Linked DNA regions of Sus scrofa: all the other regions are linked to region 3. A link is a contact called in public HiChIP or PLAC-seq and promoter capture Hi-C data. All regions are on one chromosome and are shown on one strand. Each heading gives the region's core, a stretch centred on a gene start, on an enhancer-like site or on the middle of the called end of the contact. The rest is flanking DNA. Distances are from core to core; before and after follow the strand shown. Region 1 holds the start of LSM12 (protein LSM12 homolog). Region 2 holds the start of C12H17orf53. Region 3 holds the start of GPATCH8 (G patch domain-containing protein 8). Region 4 holds the start of TMEM101 (transmembrane protein 101).

Region 1 (4,091 bases), core at 55-2,554, 350 kb before region 3:
TAGAAATCTAGGACTAGTGGTTAAATAAATTAAAACACTTGCCACTCAAAAGCAACTGACTCAGAAAGAAACTTCCTTTTGAAAGGTGCCATTAAAAAATTACTCCAAGAAAAAAAAAAGCCAAATAAACCCACCTGTGGCTCAAATAAGAGGGGAAGGGGTGGCACATTTATTACAACCAGGAAGTATTTTGTTTCCAAGAATGACTTTCCTGGAGTAATTCAGAAATCATTTCCACCCCGAAGAGGCTACTTTTTCCATTCTAACACTGCCACTTTCCAAAGGGAAGGCTACTACTATGGAAAATCAGGATTCCATGCGCTGGGCTGAGCAAGAGAATATAACTTACTCTTTCACCTGTAACCCATACATCGATACATAAGCCCCCGAAAAACGTGGTCCTCTCTCTGCACCAGGTTTCCAACACAAACATCCCCAAAATAGCAATTTCCATATGACTGAGAAGCCCAAAATTCAGCACTCCCCGCCCCCACTGGCACCACAAGCACACACACAAGCACCAGGAAAACAAGCCCCATCCCCAGTTCAGATACAAACTCCTATCCTGCACTTACTCTCCCCCCAAAAAGGAGAGACCCATTTGGTCACTACCCCACCGCCCTTTCTTGGACGAAATCCCATCAGCAGACAAACCACCTAAACTCCATACCCTTGTCCCACTAGCAGTTCCTTACTCTGCACACCCCGTCCCCACAGGATTTTACCCTCCCCGCCTCCATCCGGGCTCCATTCCCCAGCCCCCTCCCACGACCACCCCTCTTCTAATCACTGTGTCCTCTCTCCTAGCGTTCGTCCCGAAAAGCCACCCGCGTGTCAAGCCCCCTCCACCCACCCACCCTCGTACGGGGCCCAGCTCCCACAACGCGTGGGGGACAGGGTCCCCACCGCGGACCGAGGGACCCGCGAGAGGGGGAGGGGAGCTCAGGGCCGCGCGCATGCGCTCCGAGCGCCGCGGTAGCCGGTCGCCCCTAGGCCCGGAGAGGCCCCAGCCACCGCTGTCGTCCCCCGCCCCCCCACCACCACCGCACATACACGCCGGCCCGGCCTTGGGCTCCGCGCAGGGAAGGATACTTAAAGCCAGCATTTTGGACTGGTAGTCGAAGGCTACCACCTCGCCCTGCAGCCGCTGCTCCTGGCACGTCCGGCACGACACCTGGCTCCCAACGCTGAAGTACTCGCCCGGAGGAGCCGCCATCTTGGGAGAGCAGCCGCGGCCGGCGGCAGCGGCGGCAGCAGCGGGCGAAAGCCGGGCCCCCAGTGAGCGCCGCGCCGCGACGCACGAGGCGTGCTGACGTCACACGCCAGGGCGTGGCCTGGGTTGGGTGGGGCGGGATCCTAGGTGGAAGAGGGTAGACGAGGAAATAAAGAGGAATCTAAATAATTATGTTTGTGCAGCTGCGCCCACTTGGTGAAGTGTTTGCAGGGTCCATTTTAGAAGTTAAAGATAAATGACCTATGTAGAATAAAAAAAGGAAGGAGGAGGGAACTGCAATCTTCATTACGTTCACGCCTAGACGCAAGAGTTTAATGAATGAACTCTGTATTTTACATATGAGGAATCGAAGTCCCAGAAAACTCATCAAAACTTGCTCAAAACGATTATACCTAGTTATAAAGTGGTAGTGGAAAGGACTTTGGCTGTCGAATTGGCTAAACTGGAATCAGTATTCCACTGAGTTATATGACCTTGAGCAAATTATTAAACCTGATCCTGTTTCTTTACTCCGTATGTATTGTCGCTATTGAGCACCCAACAACCCTTCGATGTAGAAGTCAATATTCTCATTTTATAGATGAAGAAACTAAGTCTTAGGCTAAACTTTTTCCAAGGTCGCACAACTAGCAAAGATTCCATCTACCTGTTTCCAAAGAGAGTGCTATTTACTGCTATGCTATATTAGACAATACCTCATAGAGACTTTGGGAGGAGTGGAAGATAAAAAAAATAACGAGTACAAATGCATGGCATGTAGTAGGTCCTTAGTAAATGGTAGTATCTCTGCCATCACCCCTCACCCTTGGAACTCAAAATTCTTCCCCATCTCCGGTCTTGTCCCCTCCTCCAGAAAACCAAGCAAAGAGTGAGGAGCAGTGGTAGGGACAACTGTAGCCATGGAGCAGGAGTTTGGGGCTCCCTATTAATGACTATCTAAGATCAAAAACAATTTTCCTAACGTGTAAGTACCATGCAGATGCATTTTCAAGCCCTACTATTGCAAATTACCATCCCTAACCCATCTACCCCTCCACTATAGAAATTCTGGAGCCTCACGTCTAAATAACAACAGGCAGAGGGAGGGACACAAAGGGCCAGACCTGACACTTCTTAACCTGAACAAAGTTCAAAAATTTTTCCTTGCCTTGCAAGAGCCATCAACTTCCTAATGTTGGGTCAATATTAGTATAATCATTTTAATAGAAATAAACATTCAAATCCCTCATCCTTGCGTTTTTCAGAGAATCTTCATGTCTCCCCCATAAGTCATAAATAACTGCCACTCCACTTTTTATGCAATGTTGTCATTGTTGATTTTCATAAATGGTTGCCAGGCACTGTTAGAAAAAGATTCCTGGAAGAAGTAAAAAATCTGAGACCTGAAGGATAAGCGGCGAAAGAGCGTGGCCATGTTCCAGGCAGAGGGAACTGCAGATGCCAGGACCCCTGAGAGAAGAGAGCTTGGTGATATCAGGCAGCTCAGAAATATCAGGAAACAGTGTGAGACTGGGCTGGTAAAATTTGTGTGGCTAGAGCCCAAGCAAACTTTCAAAGACTTAGGAAATTGAATTTTTTTTTCCTTTGGGGCAATTGAAAAACATTTAGCAAAGGAGTGAAATGAGATTTTTTTTATCTAGCTTCCCTTCCCCACACCGTTTTAATTAGTGAAATTAATCTTTCCAAGAAAAACCCGGATTTACATTTTCATCTTCACCCTTAAAAAACAAAACAAAACACTCTCCAAGAACAAAGTTGCTTGAGGTAGGAAGGAACCACTTCAGCAGTCTCCTCCCACCTCACCTCTGCCTTTAGGCAAGACCTCGCCTGGAATAGCTGAGATTTCTATTTTCTGTGTGTGCTCCTTCAGAGGATTATTCCAATTTTTGTCGTGGGTGTGTGCCCCTCCTCTTCCCTTACCAAGCTAGCTACTATCTCATGGTTTATCTGCCCAGCGGGGTTTTGGAAAGCAAAATGACAAAAGGAGAGGAGCAAGGCAAGCTTAGAACTGGGAGGAAGTGTGACTTAGACTGCTATGTGTAAGCCTTTAGGGACAACTTCTCAAGATCAAGAGGCTTATCTGTCAGCCTCTAAATCAACAGCGTTTGAATTCAAGCAGTGGAGGCTTGAACCGATTAGCCAGCAGTGTGTGCCAACTCAGCCTCCCACTTCAGCGCCCACCGGAGATGCCTAGCTCGATCTCCAGAAGATCTCCAAATATCTTTGGAGGGTAGCGGTAGCGGAGGAGAAAGGTTTGGTCTGGAAGGATCCTGGCCCTAAAAATTACATATCCATCCTCACAGCAGCAAAGGAAGGACCCTGGGCGCGTCACCGACCCTCAGGTTAGTCTGTCCCTTGACCCGGAACAGCAGCGGCAGTGGCCTCTTACGCTGATGCCCACGTGCCGGCAACAGCAGCCACGTGGGGATCTGCGGAAACGCCTTCGCAAAGATTTGTCCCCTGCGCTGCCCAGTAGAAAGGAAGGCCCGGGAAGAGCGCAGAAGGAAACGGTACCGGCAGGAGGCCGGGCTGGGGCAAGCCGGGGCTGCCGGGGGCGGGGCAGGGGCGGGGTTTCGCTGGCAGCTGCCGGGGGCGTGGCCTCGACTCCGAAGGGTGGGCTTTGGAGCGCAGTGAGTAGCAGTTTCCTTGTCTCCTGGACTCCTCCGCTTCCGCCCTAGATCAAACCCTGGCCGGGCCGGCCACTGGGTGGTCATGGAGTCCACACTGGGCGCGGGCATCGCGATGGCCGAGGCGCTGCAGAACCAGCTGCCCTGGTTGGAGAACGTGTGGCTCTGGGTCACCTTTCTGGGCGACCCCAAAAGCCTCTTTCTGTTCTACTTCCCTGCGGCCTACTACG
Region 2 (4,567 bases), core at 1,416-3,915, 300 kb before region 3:
TCTGCACAAGCCAGATGGAGGAGGCTGCTATTTCTAGAAAAAAGGGGGGGGGTGAGAGGGGAGGGAGGGACAAGACGGAGGCAGAGGGCAGAAGACCAGGTCTGTTTCCCCTGAAACCTCAGGCACAATGATACCCCCACCCCAACACTACTAGACAGGGTCCCCATTCAAGAAAGGGCTGGGGCGGGGGCTGGGGGGAGGTGGGGTTGGGGAGAAGAAAGGCAGAGAAAGTTTAATTAGCCAAAGTCGGCTACAATAGGCCCCCTCACGGGCTGCATCAGGTTTTCATTCATGAGCAAGCAACAGTGCTCCAAAAATGCCGAGAACCGCCCCCCCCTCGCAGTCTCTCCCCCTCCCCCACCAACAGGAGTGCGTCCTCCAGCAGGCTGGCTGAGCCTGATGCCGTGTTCCAGACACCCCTTCTCAAAGGGATGTGAGTAGGAAGAATTAATTATTAAAGAGCAGCTGGTACTTCGGCACCGACTACACTCCCCCCCAACTCCTAGCGCGCGGATGCCCCCTCCCCCTGCAGAAACACAAACTACCCCCCCCCACCGCCCCATCCCCAGGCCCTATTTCTAAACACACAGCGAAGATGCCACCCCTAGGGAAGGCAAAGCAACCTTTGTCTCTGCAGCTACTTGGAGTGGGTGGGGCATGTGATACAGCTGCCCCCCTCTCTGAATTACTCCATCCAGCCCCAAAGGAGGGTATACTGGAGAGGGAAGGGGAGGCTGGCACAGAGCTAACATTTCTCATTCCTTGCCGCCAGCCAGCCCCCCCCCCCAGATAAACTGCACCTGGTATCTGTCTGTCTGGCCCCTGGCATGCACACATATTCCCAGGATAGAATGGAGATGCTGGGGGCCCACCCCTCTAACTCAGAGACCCCCCCACACCTGCCTTGTCTGGACATAGCCCAGATCCAAGTCCAAGGGGGAGACAGAGCAAAGAGAGGAATCAAGAAGAGGCAAGACGCAAACCAAGAGCTCCCCAAGCTTGAATTTACAAGGTACAGGAAGGAGGTTAAGACTGAAATGAAAAAGCAGGCAGCCCCCTACGTGGCTCATCCACCATCCCCAGCCCAGCCCAGCCCAACCCAACCCAGCATCTCAACAGCCAGCACAGGTTCAGGATCCCTGGTACCTGGAACTCAGACTGAGGACCCTCCAAACCTGAGGAGGCCCAGGGCAGGATCCAGCCCCAGGCCCCAGTCCTGCAAAGTAGGCTGGTTAGGGGTCCTTCTGGCTAAAAGTCCTGAACCTCCCATCCTCTGCCTCCTTTTGTTCCTATGTTCTGACTCCATCTTTCCCTCCCAGTTGGACCCTGAACCCAGTCACCACGAGCATCACTTCCAATCGTCAAAGCTAATTCCAGGCCCCTGAAGCACAGTGGTCACTGTCAGAGTCGTGGCTCACTTGAGCACCCCCAAAAGCAACTGCAGCTGCTAACCTCCCTCTTTTGGGACACATCTCATCTCAGAAGGCCAACAGGGACTATCAGGTGGTCACCTCCTCCCCCCAGAGGGGTGCTCCCACCTTCCCCTCCACCCCACTCCACCAACCAGACTCCCAGATTAATTACTTATTACCCCATCAGGTCTCATCTTCCCCAGGGCCCCAGGGAAGGGTGGGGTTGGGAAGCAGCCTCCCCCAAGTTAAAAGGCACAGGCAGTGTTTCTGCCTCCATGAGACACAGATCCAGGATGAAAAACGGGGGGCATCCACCCCAGACAAGTAGGGGGAGCTTTCATCTCCCAGCTTCCTCACTCGGGTTCCAGGGTGTCAGACAGGAGAAGAGGGTGGGAACAAACGCAATAACACCTCAAGGGGGAGGGAATGAGAATAATGGGAGAGAGAAGTAAGGTGGGCCCGCAGGCCCCCTCCTCCGGCACAGAAGTCAAGGACACAGAATCGAGGATACCTTCTGAGGTATGGGGAGAAGCGCTGCGGGGTGGGCAGCGCCCCTCACCTCAGAGTACCAAGAAAGGGTGTCCAGCGAAGAGGGGTCGACACAGAATCCGGCTGCAAGGCTCAAGTCGCTCTGCAACGCACCACGCGCCGCCCGGGAGAGGGCAAATCCGACTGCCCCGGCCGGTCTCCCAGCCATTCGGGGGTGTGGGTCGCGGGAAGATGGGCCCCTCCCTTACCTGCAGGGAAGGCGCCCCTACCTGGGAGGGGCTGGGAGGGGCGCGCGCAGTAGCCCCGAGGCCCGGCTCCCGGGCCGGTGATGCTCCCAGGGGGCGCCGGCTGGCACCCGGGCGCCAGGAGGAAGGAAGGGGGGCGCGGAGCGCGGCGCGCGCGCGGGGAGCCCGCGGGCAGCGACGGCTGGAGGAGGGGGCGCCGCGTCGCGTCCGGGGGGCTGGGGGGAAGTGGGATCGGGGGTGGTGCAGCGCGCTCACCCCCTGCGGCTCGAGCTCCGGCTTCGCAGGCGGCGGCGGCAGCAGCGGCGGCGGCAGCAGCGGCAGCGCCTCCTCGACGGCTCCTCCATCTTTGCGGCAGCTCCTCCGGCTCCGCTCGCCGCCGCCACCAACAACAACATTCGGAGACGTCACTCCCGTCACGTGATCCGACCCAGCGCTAAAAATAGACCCAGACCCCCCCAGTTTCAGCCACCACCAACCCCTCCCCTCCTTCTCGGCCCTCCCCGCGGGGCGGGGCCAACAGCGCCACCGTGACAGCTTCTTAAAGAGCCAATACACAGCCAAGGGTTGGGCTGGGGAAGGGGAGGAAGGCAAGGGATCGGAGCCCCGTGAGTAGTGGTGGAAGGATTGCTGCGGGGGTACAGGTCTGGCTGCTAGGGGCTCAGCCTTTGGGATGCACGCTTTTCCTCTGCGCTGTCTCCACTTCCTTTTCGAACCGTGGATGGTGCAATCGCTGCCTGCCTGAGCTTCTCCTTAACACGCCCTCCCGCCTTGGGGGAGGGGAACTGGGGATGGATTCCTAGGGGCTGGGAGGGCTGTGGAGGCCCCACCTTGGGGGCCAGGCTGAGAGCGGATGGCTGGGACAGGTCCCGAACCCGCCGCCATCGACACCAGCTCCGACCTCACACACTAAATCTGTGCCAAGGGGAGAAAAAAAAAAAAAATACTGGGAAGAACCAGGGTACAGTTGTAAGAGTCCAAGGCCTTCAAAAGGAAGACTTCCGGTCCCTGGCTTCAGTGCCACCCTGTTCCACAGCACTACTTAGGACACAGTATATGTGATAGACCCTAGATGGTTTGTCAGTGACCTAGTAATTTCACTAACGAAAATGTATTCCAGGGAAATAAACATTGTGCTCAAAAGTGAGTATAGAAGGAAAGAGATTCCTTATAATCCTGTGAAAAGTTGGAAACAACCTAAATAGCAGCAGCTGGGATTGGCGAATAAACCTGGGCACATCCATTCAGTGGAATACTTTCCAGACATTAAAAAATGATATGTCTATATTGACCTGAAAAGATCCGCATGATATATTGTGTTCTTGAAAATCAGGAATCAAATAAGTACTACAGAATTGTTCCATTTACTGTAAATGCCAAAAAACTAGACCCATATGTCTGAATATGTATGCATATTAAAAAGCCTTTAAGAATATATACCAGGGGAGTTCCCGTCGAGGCGCAGTGGTTAATGAATCCAACTTGGAACCATGAGGTTGTGGGTTCGATCCCTGGCCTTGCTCAGTGGGTTAAGGATCCGGTGTGGCCATGAGCTGTGGTGTAGGCTGCAGACGCGGCTCGGATCCTGTGTGCTGTGGCTCTGGCGTAGGCCGGTGGCTACAGCTCCGATTGGACTCCTAGCCTGGGAACCTCCATATGCCATGGGAGCGGCCCTAGAAAAGGCAAAAAAAGAAGACACACACACAAAAAAAGAATATATAGCAAAATATTTACCTTTGCTTTCTTTTTAATCTTTTTCTGTATATCTGAAATTTTGTAACTATCATGTATTATTCATCTAATCAGAAAAAGTGAATATATTGGCGTTCCCACGGTGGCAGAGTGGGTTAAGGATCCGGCTTGTCCCTGTGGAGGTGCCCATTTGACCCCCAGCACAGTGGGTTAAGGATGGAGAGTCTCTGCAACTGTGGCGTAGGTCACAGCTCCTGCTTGGAACTTCCATATGCTGTGGGAGCAGCTGAAAAAGAAAAAAGGAAGGAAGGAAATACATAAATGTTTCTGTAATAAATGATAAAAGTTCTTCCTACAAAGTATCTCATGAACCAGTCCCACCCATCTTCATCCTTGCCCCTTGTCTGCAGCCACATCATCCCTCACTTGAGATGCTGTAGCTGCTTCTCCAACCAATCCACTTCCTGCATTCATCCCAGACTTCTCCCAAAGCCAAAATAACCTTTTTTAGAACATAAATCTAATCAAGGGAGAGCTTAAAGGCTTTCCAGTGTTGTCACTGAAATCTATATCTGGCCCAGAAAGGTGGTTTTTAAACTTTAGGGAGTTACTGTTGTGGCTCAGCAGGTTAAGAACCTGGCTAATACCCATGAGGATGCAGGTTCAACCCCTGGCCTCGATCAGTGGGTTAAGGTTCTGGTGTTTCTGCAAGCTGTTGCATAGGTTGCAGAG
Region 3 (4,240 bases), core at 246-2,745:
ATGAACTACTTCAAACTTCCCTGGACTTGCATAATATCTTCAAACACCTTGAGATCTTGTGTAGTGCTGCAGCTATACAGCAGGCGCCTGATCACAAGGCTTTTCGACAGCCCCCAGATCCCTTACTGCTGCTGCAAAACTTCTCATTTAGCGTTCTATGCATTAGACTGTTAACAGTGTTGGCTGAACTGCTTTACCTGTTTATTTACCAACCCAATCTTCCCGGGGAATTCAAACCATTTCAAACTGCCTTTTGAAACCAAACTAGAATATCCCCGTGTTGCTGAGAAAGATCTGCAGCGGGATAAAAACTTGAGTTCGGTTGTTCATCCCCAGACCCAAACTGCTGTTGCTGGGATATGCGGTAGTAATGCAGTGGTTTCTTTGAGACTCTGAGGATGTCTTTTACCCTAGAAAGAGCCCATCTCTACCAAATGCCCTTTAGTCGCAGAGATTTCTGCGGTAACAATGCTCAACAGGAAGGTATTCGAAACAGCCGAAAGACGTGTTGTTCTCATTTGGCCTTTATTTTTTCCTCCATAACGCCTGCCATGGCAAGGACATTTTTCCAGACAACATTTGCAACTTTGGAAAGAAAAATCAAGCCTTTGATACTAGTCATCATCTGCTTGTAAAGTCCGTTATCATGACGCTTCTTACAAATCGCTCAAGGTAGGATTTGGGGCTAAGCTTACATCGACCATCTTCCAAGCTGTTTTGCAAGGCCAATTAACGGCCTAATGACAACAACAACATTTCGCCCAGGAAAATCTCATTGTGTGACTAACCAAGAAGGCATCTGATAAATAAAGCCCCTTTTTTCCGGGCAAGGAAATGATAAAATAGACAATGAAAGGGATTTATTTGTTACAGTGAGGAAAGAGGGAGAAGAACCCCAAGAAGAGCCGTACGAGCAAAATCCAGGGGTTCGGGAGCCCTGGTTTCAGCAACACTCGCCCCAAGCCCTCTGACCCCCACCCCACCCCCCCTTTGCCTCTGGGAGCCAACCTAGCGCCCGCACACGCCCGGCACACCCGAGGGCAGCACAGCCCCCCACTCAGCCGCCAGGCTGGGGCTCCCAAAGCCGCAGCCGGAACAGACCGAGGCCGCAAACCCTGCCGCCTGAATTAAGAGGTAAGAATACGAGCTGAGAGGAGATGCGGCCTCGCCTCAAGCTTAGGAGGCCCCTGGAGGAATCGGACGCGGGAGAAAAGGGAGCCGGTTCGGAAGCCGGAGCAGAACGGGGGGGTGGGGGTGGAGAGCTGGGAGCAGGGGATGAGGAGGTTCTGGCGCGGCCAGCGCCTTCCCCGGATCCTCGGCGACGCCCGTGTTTACCTGAAAGTCTCGGTCCTCGTTGAAGCGGGAGAAGCGGTCCGCCATTTTGCCGCCTTCACTCCTCTCAGGACGACGCTCTACGGTTCGCTCCGTCCCTCCCGCGACACCCGCCCCCTCGCTCCCCTCCCCTGTTCCCCGCCTCCTCCCACGCCCACCCGCGCGCGCAGGCGAGGGAGGGAGGGAGCGAGATTGCGCGTCCCGACCCGAGCCCCGCTGGCGCAGGCGCCCTTCTGCCCCAGGGGCGGAACCTCCCCTCACGTCCCCGCTCCGCGCGCGACCCAGAGCGACCCCCGGCGGCCGCGCGTGCGCACTCGCAGCGGAGGCCTGCATGCGCTTCCGGAGAGAAAGGTCAAGAGGGGGCGCCGCTCGCTTGGGTGCGGATGTTTTCCACCTGCTCGTTTCTCCCAGTAGGGAGATGTCTTCTTGCCCTCTTGCTTGCCTAGGAACGCAGAAGCCCATCCTCTGCTTTCTTCACCAAATAAGAGCATAATGTAGTGGCTGAAAGCGCGGATTTTGGACCCAGACTATTAGGTTCGAATCCCGGTTCACTCTGAGGATTGAGTGGCGAACGAGACAGGAAAGATCTCTTCTCTCATAGTGCTTACAGGGAAAACCAGATAAATAATAAAATAATTACATAATTTTAAAAATTAACGAGTGCTACCAAAAAACCAAAAAGGCAACAAGAGCAAAAAACCAGACTGGTCATGAGAAGAACGCCCTCTGAAAAGACCTTTGACCAAGGAACAGAAAGGGGCCCGGCAGCCTTGGAGCACTCAAAGGGCCAATGACTACTAATAACGTGACATTTTCTAACGATCATTAGAGAGAAGTATTTCCCAAGAGACCAAAGTCTATTCAAATCAACTACAGCCCTCTGGGCTTCAGCTTCCATTTAAAAAAAAAAAAAAGGAAATTGAATTCAGTAATCTCTACTGCCCCTGCCTAGCACTGACTTTGTATGAGTTATGAATCAGATTTTTCCATCTTTTGACCTTCCTGAGCACCCCACCCAGCCCTCCAGCTCCCTTAGCCAAAATACATAAAACCATAAGAAAGACAGCTGGACTTGCCTGCTTTTCCAAAGAGTAGCTGATGGAAATCCCACGGTGGAAAAATGACTCTTTCTCTACCTGAGAATCAAAATGAAGGTAATTTTTTGGAAAGAATGTGTGTATCTTCTATTCTTTTGTCACACTTTGCCTCACCCAACTCCTAGTCCAAGAATATAGTTCTAAGCAGTGAAAAGAGCTGCCTCTTTGTATAAGGAGAGGCAGAACACTCAGAATTTAAACATTGTGAAATGACTTGTGCATAAATGTGGCAACCTGAATCCCATGGATACACAAAACACATTTACCTCTTCTCCTCTTAACCCCACTAAAATGACATTTAAAGGATAAAGTCATAGGGAGTTCCCATTGTGGTTCAGTGGGTTAAGAACCCAGCTAGTATCCATGAGGATGTGAGTTCGATCCCTGGCCTTGCTCAATGGGTTAAGGATCCAGCGTTGCTGTGAGCTATGGTGTAGGTTGCAGACCTGGCTCTGATCCCAAGTTGCTGTGGCTTTGGTGTAGGCTAGCAGCTGCAGTGCCAATTCGACCCCTAGCCTGGGAACTTCCATATGCCACAAGTGCAGCAATGAAGAGAAAAGAAAAAAAAAAAAAAAAAAGGACTAGTTACGAGGCAGTTCAAGGGGCTGTTAGACTCTAGTCCCACCCAGGTAGCAAACTGGGAGGGTTCTCCTCTGAAAAGGCTGAACCACAGAGGCATCAACATATGTGTCACAGCTAAGGAGGGAGCCATCATGCTGAAAATGGGAAGATTTGGTAAAAGGCAACCTTCTTGTCAGAGAGCAGGTCTTCTCCTGGCAAGAGACTATAGGATCCCTCTCTGAGAAACTGAATGGCTTAGTGAGAAAAAACATACACATACCAAAACTAGGAGTGAGGAGTGGGGTCTCCTCAAGATAAGATCTTGTTCCTGCCCATGTATCCCATAGAGAAGTCCATCATTCAGGTAGCCCCATCCCATCCACAGAGCTCTCCCACTCAGCTCTTGAATATGCATGGATAGCCAGTGACTACCAGACATTGAAGGAGAGACAGAAATAACTCCCATCAAGAACCAAAATGAAACAACAGGAAAAGGGTTTCCGAAGAGTCAGAGGTAATGGAGGTAGCAAAAAAAAAAAAAATTATAATCATTATCCATGGAGACATAAGATCACATCAGAGAACAAGGAACGACATCAGGGAGCATAGGATGCCGAATAGAGAATATTTGGAGATTGAGAAATAACTTTTAAAATTAAAAAATTTTAAGCAGAAGTTAAAAATTCAATAGAAGAGTTAGAAAATAAAGTTGTGGGAAGTTCCCAGAAAATGGGATAAAAATACACCTGGCCCAAGCCACCCTAACTTTCTCCTTTATTATTGCAATACCTACTAAGTGATCTGCTGCTACCTTGACCCCCTACACGCTTGAAGGTAGTGATCCTGTTAAAAAGTCAATCACAAATCATTAATCAACTATGAAGGAGAAAAATGTCTTTTTTGACCTGCAAGCTATTAAAAAAATTATTTCCCATATACTCTTGTGTTGGAAGCCGCTAAATTATATTCCACAGCAAAACAAAGGAGTAAAGTGAGAAAGAAGGAGAGCTGAGATCCAGAAAGCAGAGATGGAACCTGAGAAAGAAGCAAAGAGAATTCCCAGTGTGACCGGTGTAGAGACATTCCAAGATGACAGCTGTGCAGCAGGCCTAAAAACATCCCATCCAGATGAGAACAGGAGGACATAAGCGGACAGAGGCCCTCAGGAAGGTTATTGGTGAAAAGAAATCTAATGGAATATCTAATAGGTTTTAAGAGAGATTTACACTTCTCCAAAGTGTTTAATGGGG
Region 4 (4,407 bases), core at 1,050-3,549, 390 kb before region 3:
GAAGGCCTCCCCGAGACACAAGCCAGCACCTACAGGGTGAGCTTCTAACTCCCTCCTCTGCCCAGGGGGCTTTCTGTGTCTCTCCCTCAGGCTAGGGAACACCATGAGGCTGGGGCCTCTGTGTCTCCCCACCCTGCGGGCTCGGAAAGGAAGAGGTTCCACAGTCAGACCAGGACTCTCACCTCTGAACACAGAACCCTGCACATGGGAGATGGTGCCCAGGAACTAAGATGAAGCCAAGTGACCCAGGGCCTGTCCACGTCCCCATCCACCCCGGCCTCCCCTAGCACCCAGGATATAACCGGTTCTGCCAGGCAGCCCCATCAGCTCCAAACCTCCCCTCTGTCCCCTCTCCCAATCCTCTGGGGGCTGAAACCGTGAGAGGAGCAGGCCATCTTGCTATCCTGGCTCTCAGGCTTAGGACTGAATGGTCGATCCACCCTCTCCTCTCCCGGGTGGCCATCATGTTGGAAGAAGGGACTCTGAGCCAGCCCTCAGTCTCTTGAAGGTCCCCCAAGGCTCAGAAGCTGGTCAGGGCAACTGCCAGGAGCCAGGTCATCAGGAACTGCATGCGAGGCCTCATCCTGCCCACCTCCCTGCATTCTGCCAGGCTCAGGCTCACAGCTCACTCCGTCAAGCATCTCCAGTCAACCGTTCCCCCAACCTACCACGCAGATGAGGTAGATGCCCAGGAAGACCTGGCCGGTGGACTGAAGGGAACGGCTGCGGGGTTTCCGACGGTACAGCTCCCCGGCGCCGCTGGCCAGCACAAGAAAGCCGCCGATGATGGCAACTGTGCGCGAGTACATGCGGACCTAGGCCGAGGCGAGGGGACCCCAGTCAGGAACTGAAGCCACCACAGGTCTGCTGGCTGCCCGCAGCGCAGAACTGCCTGCCCATCTCGAAGCATCCCACTCCACGTGATGAACCCTCTTAGCATTTCCAAGTGTGGTGGGCAGGTAGAGCAGAGATAGATAACTCTTTTTATCAGAAGTGAAAAGTGAGGCCCTGAAGGGTTAATAAAGTCGTCCAAGGTCCTACACAAAGTAAGCGGCAGAACCCAGATGCCAAGCATTGCCCCCCCTCCCCACCCCAGTTCTGCTCCCTTGAATCCCAGTGTTCTTTCTGGTGTACAGTATAGTCTGTTCCACAAAGTAACCACTGATCTCACTGTCCTGCAGCTATTCACACATCTGCCTCCCCTACTGGACTGACAGTCCATTCCTTGAGGGTAGTGCCTTAGTCCAGGCTTTTCTCCAAGCATGTAGTGCCTAGCACAGGTTCTGGCATTTACAGGCTTAAATGCTGCCCTAGGATTAATTAAATTTCATAAAATCAGATGGTCAGATCAGATATTTCAAAGGTCCTTTTTGTCCTATGAGTCTGAGATAACAGACTACATCCTAAACCAAGGATTTAAATGTAAATGTAATGCCAACTGTGGTGTAACTTTGGGAAAGTCTGTTTCCCACCTCTGGACCTCAGTTTCCACACTTTGAAAGGCAGGCTTGTGTGGTCTCTAAATCCTTCTGTTCTGCGATCTGTGATAATCTCTACAAGCCTGGGGTTCCGCCTTCTCAGGCTTCACCCAACTGTGCCGGGCACTGGCTCCTCGTCATCCCAGCGAGGTCCCATCTAGGGCCGAGGTGCTCACCTTCAGCCAGTCCCCGTAGTGGACGTAGCCCCCGATGTAGGCGGCGTAGGTGCTAACGGCCAGCTGGAGTGCGGCTCCCAGCGCGAACCAGCGCCGCTTCACTCCAAAGGACATGAAGCTAGCGCACAGCACGGCCGCCCCCATGTCGAAGTACAGGTAGGGCACTGGGATGTCGGGCTTCCTGTGAGCCGGGAGGTGGGAAGGAACAAGGACAGAATGAAGCAAAGAATGAAGCGGGAAGAGCCTCGGGACACCCTGAGCTCCCGCAAGCTCCACTGCTTCCCCAAACCAGAGCCCCCCTCATGGCTAGGACCCCGCACTACCCTCGCTACCCACCTTGCTCCAGACCAGAGTCCCTAACAAGTTTGAGGCCCCAAATCCCCCCCAGTACAAGCGTCCCAACTTTCTGGGCCCCGACTTCTTCCCCACCTCACCGCACCCCCGTTCCTGAGACGGGCCGGACAGCCCCCACCACGTTCAGCGACCGCGCGGAGCCGCTCACCGGCGCGCCTCGGCCCTCTCAGCGTACAGCATGAGCTGGCTGAAGCAGCCCCAGAAGGGGCAGCGTGTGAGCAACACGGAACCCAGCTGCATGATCAGCTGCAGCATCCACCGTCGCGAACCCATCTTCGACGCCATCTTGAAGAAGGGCAGTCCGCCGCGGCCTCACCCCGGCCAGGGAGGTGGGTGAGGGCAATGCAACGCGCAACTTCCGGGCCTCGCGAGGGTTTTTTTTCCCCTTCCGTCGGGAAACAAAGCTCTCTTTCTCTAGTTCTGGACCGAGGGAAGTGTTCTAGCTGCGGGGTTCAGCCTTAACTTCTGCCCACTGAGGCTTAAGGGCCCCTTCGTGTAGCTGTAAAATTGAAAATTAGAGTAGAAAAAGGAACAGTAAACGAACTAACTTTTGAATGCATCTAAACCTGGGCTCCAACCCTATCGCCTTACACTTCACAAGATATATCTGGGAAAGGGGGACAGTGCTGGTCCTAGCACATGGCGGGTTCAATAGTGTACACACACACACACAACCCCCACACCAGAGGAAACCCTCTGCTTCTGCTTAAGTTCAAAGTAGGAGGGTCTTCTAAGAGCCACTCCTGAGAAGTCTGGCCCTGGTCTGCACTTCTGCTGTCCCCTGAGAGAAGAGAGCGCGCTGATGTGGACATGAGACATCTCAATCAGTGTGTTTTTCTCCAGCTCGGTGCTCCCACTCTAGCCCAAACCACCACCTTTTGTCAGTTTAACTGCAGTAGGCTTCCACCGGTCTTCCCCACTTCTTTGTTTTCAGCTCCTCGGTGTTTTGCTTTTTCTTTTTTCCTCTTTCTAGGGCCACACCCAGCAGCATACGGAATTTCCTGGGCCAGGGGTGCTGCGCCCGCTTTTGCAGAAACACCAGGTCCTTAACCTACTAGGCCACAGGGGGAACGCCTCGGCTCGCCCATTTTATGTTCTCATAACCATCAGGCACCCTTCCTTTGATTCACTTGATATATTGGCAATTATATACTTGTGATTTTTTTGTTTGTTAATGACTAGATTAACACTAGATTGTGAGCTCCATGAGGGCAAGGATAACATCTCCTTTTTTTACTATTATATCCTCAGGGCCTAGGAAGATGCATTCATGAATTGTGTGCTGCATAGATAAATAAACACAAGGTGTTACCACTACGTTTTGTCTCAGTAATTATGTGTTGAATAAATAAGCAAAAGTTCTGGGCACTCTGGGATTGCCACCACAACGCTACCCCTACCTATCTTCCTCCACCCCCACCCTGCAACATATAAATTCATCTTCTAATACTGAAGTTAAGACTACAAGTACTTCCATTAGGCCTTTTAATTTGGGAAATCTGTTTCCATTTCCCTGGGGGTAGTGAAGGGAAGAGGGCTGGTGTCCAAATAACATTTCTGACAATGTGAATTTAAAATTCACCATCATGGGAGTTCCTGCTGTGGCACGGTGGGTTAAACTCAGGCATTGCCACAGCTGTGATGCAGGTCACAGCTTCGGCTTGGATTTGATCCCTGGCCCAAAGAACTTCCAAGGGTGCAGCCAAAAAAGAAAAAAAAAAAAAAATATATATATATATATATAATTTATATGTAACATATAAACTATTATATCATGAAACTATATTTATATTTGCTTGTGTTCTAATTATATGATCATATTATGATTTTATTGTATGTTATATTTATATTTATATTAATATAACATAAAATAAAGTTTCCAATCAGCCAGTGAAAGCTAGACAACAAAACACCTTTTCACATCTAGTTTTCTTACAGTCACTAGAATACGGGATTCCCTTGTGGCTCAGCAGGTTAAAGACCCAGTGTTGTCCTGCTGCAGTGACACAAGTTCGATCCCTGACTCAGAAACTTCCATTTGCCACAGGTACTACCGAAACAAAACAAAACAAACTCACTAGGATGCCTGGGTATATCAGAAAGAATGCTGAGAAAGAGATCTACCCATGCAGAAAGCTAGGGAATGAGAGTGTGTGATCGCTGGGATTGGGGTCGGGATAGGAGTGGGAAATCTCCAGGCACTGAGAATGAAAAGACTGGGTTAAAAGTCGTTTTGCCTACTTCCTCCCTCCACCCCCCCCCCCAGGGACAACCACATAAGACAAGTTTTTTCACCAAAATACAGGCACATAGTGCAGAATCAACTTTCCAGTTGGTTTTCTTTTTCTAATCTCCTCACCCATCCCCAATTCAAATGCAACAAGATACACAGCCCTCAA

Evidence for each region. Promoter capture Hi-C pulls out the DNA fragments that hold promoters and counts their contacts. HiChIP or PLAC-seq counts read pairs in DNA pulled down with a chosen protein or histone mark.
Region 1: a promoter capture Hi-C map of liver shows a contact between it and region 3, with 3 times the contacts expected there. The contact joins the promoter of LSM12 here to the promoter of GPATCH8 in region 3. A contact is called at or near these places in 1 of 5 promoter capture datasets (liver), 1 of 47 Hi-C or Micro-C datasets (embryonic fibroblasts) and 1 of 2 datasets of contacts at active chromatin or transcription factors (alveolar macrophages).
Region 2: an H3K27ac HiChIP or PLAC-seq map of alveolar macrophages shows a contact between it and region 3. The contact joins the promoter of C12H17orf53 here to the promoter of GPATCH8 in region 3. A contact is called at or near these places in 1 of 47 Hi-C or Micro-C datasets (liver) and 1 of 2 datasets of contacts at active chromatin or transcription factors (alveolar macrophages).
Region 4: a promoter capture Hi-C map of fetal liver shows a contact between it and region 3, with 4 times the contacts expected there. The contact joins the promoter of TMEM101 here to the promoter of GPATCH8 in region 3. A contact is called at or near these places in 2 of 5 promoter capture datasets (fetal liver and liver) and 1 of 2 datasets of contacts at active chromatin or transcription factors (alveolar macrophages).

What each region holds. Positions count from the first base shown.
Region 1 is chr12:19,125,843-19,129,933 of Sscrofa11.1, reverse strand. It overlaps LSM12 (protein LSM12 homolog), which reads right to left and starts at 1,304. Exons shown (of 5, transcript XM_021066900.1): 1 at 1,093-1,304. The coding sequence starts at 1,216. It overlaps G6PC3 (glucose-6-phosphatase 3), which reads left to right and starts at 3,643. Exons shown (of 7, transcript XM_003131354.4): 1 at 3,643-3,744; 2 at 3,913-4,091. The coding sequence starts at 3,947.
Region 2 is chr12:19,075,975-19,080,541 of Sscrofa11.1, reverse strand. It overlaps C12H17orf53, which reads left to right and starts at 2,665. Exons shown (of 11, transcript XM_021066897.1): 1 at 2,665-2,751. HDAC5 (histone deacetylase 5) reads right to left here and starts at 2,632. Exons shown (of 27, transcript XM_021066892.1): 1 at 2,402-2,632.
Region 3 is chr12:18,773,759-18,777,998 of Sscrofa11.1, reverse strand. GPATCH8 (G patch domain-containing protein 8) reads right to left here and starts at 1,495. Exons shown (of 8, transcript XM_021066861.1): 1 at 1,336-1,495. The coding sequence starts at 1,380.
Region 4 is chr12:19,163,525-19,167,931 of Sscrofa11.1, reverse strand. It overlaps TMEM101 (transmembrane protein 101), which reads right to left and starts at 2,299. Exons shown (of 4, transcript NM_001244685.1): 1 at 2,157-2,299; 2 at 1,655-1,835; 3 at 669-815. The coding sequence starts at 2,293.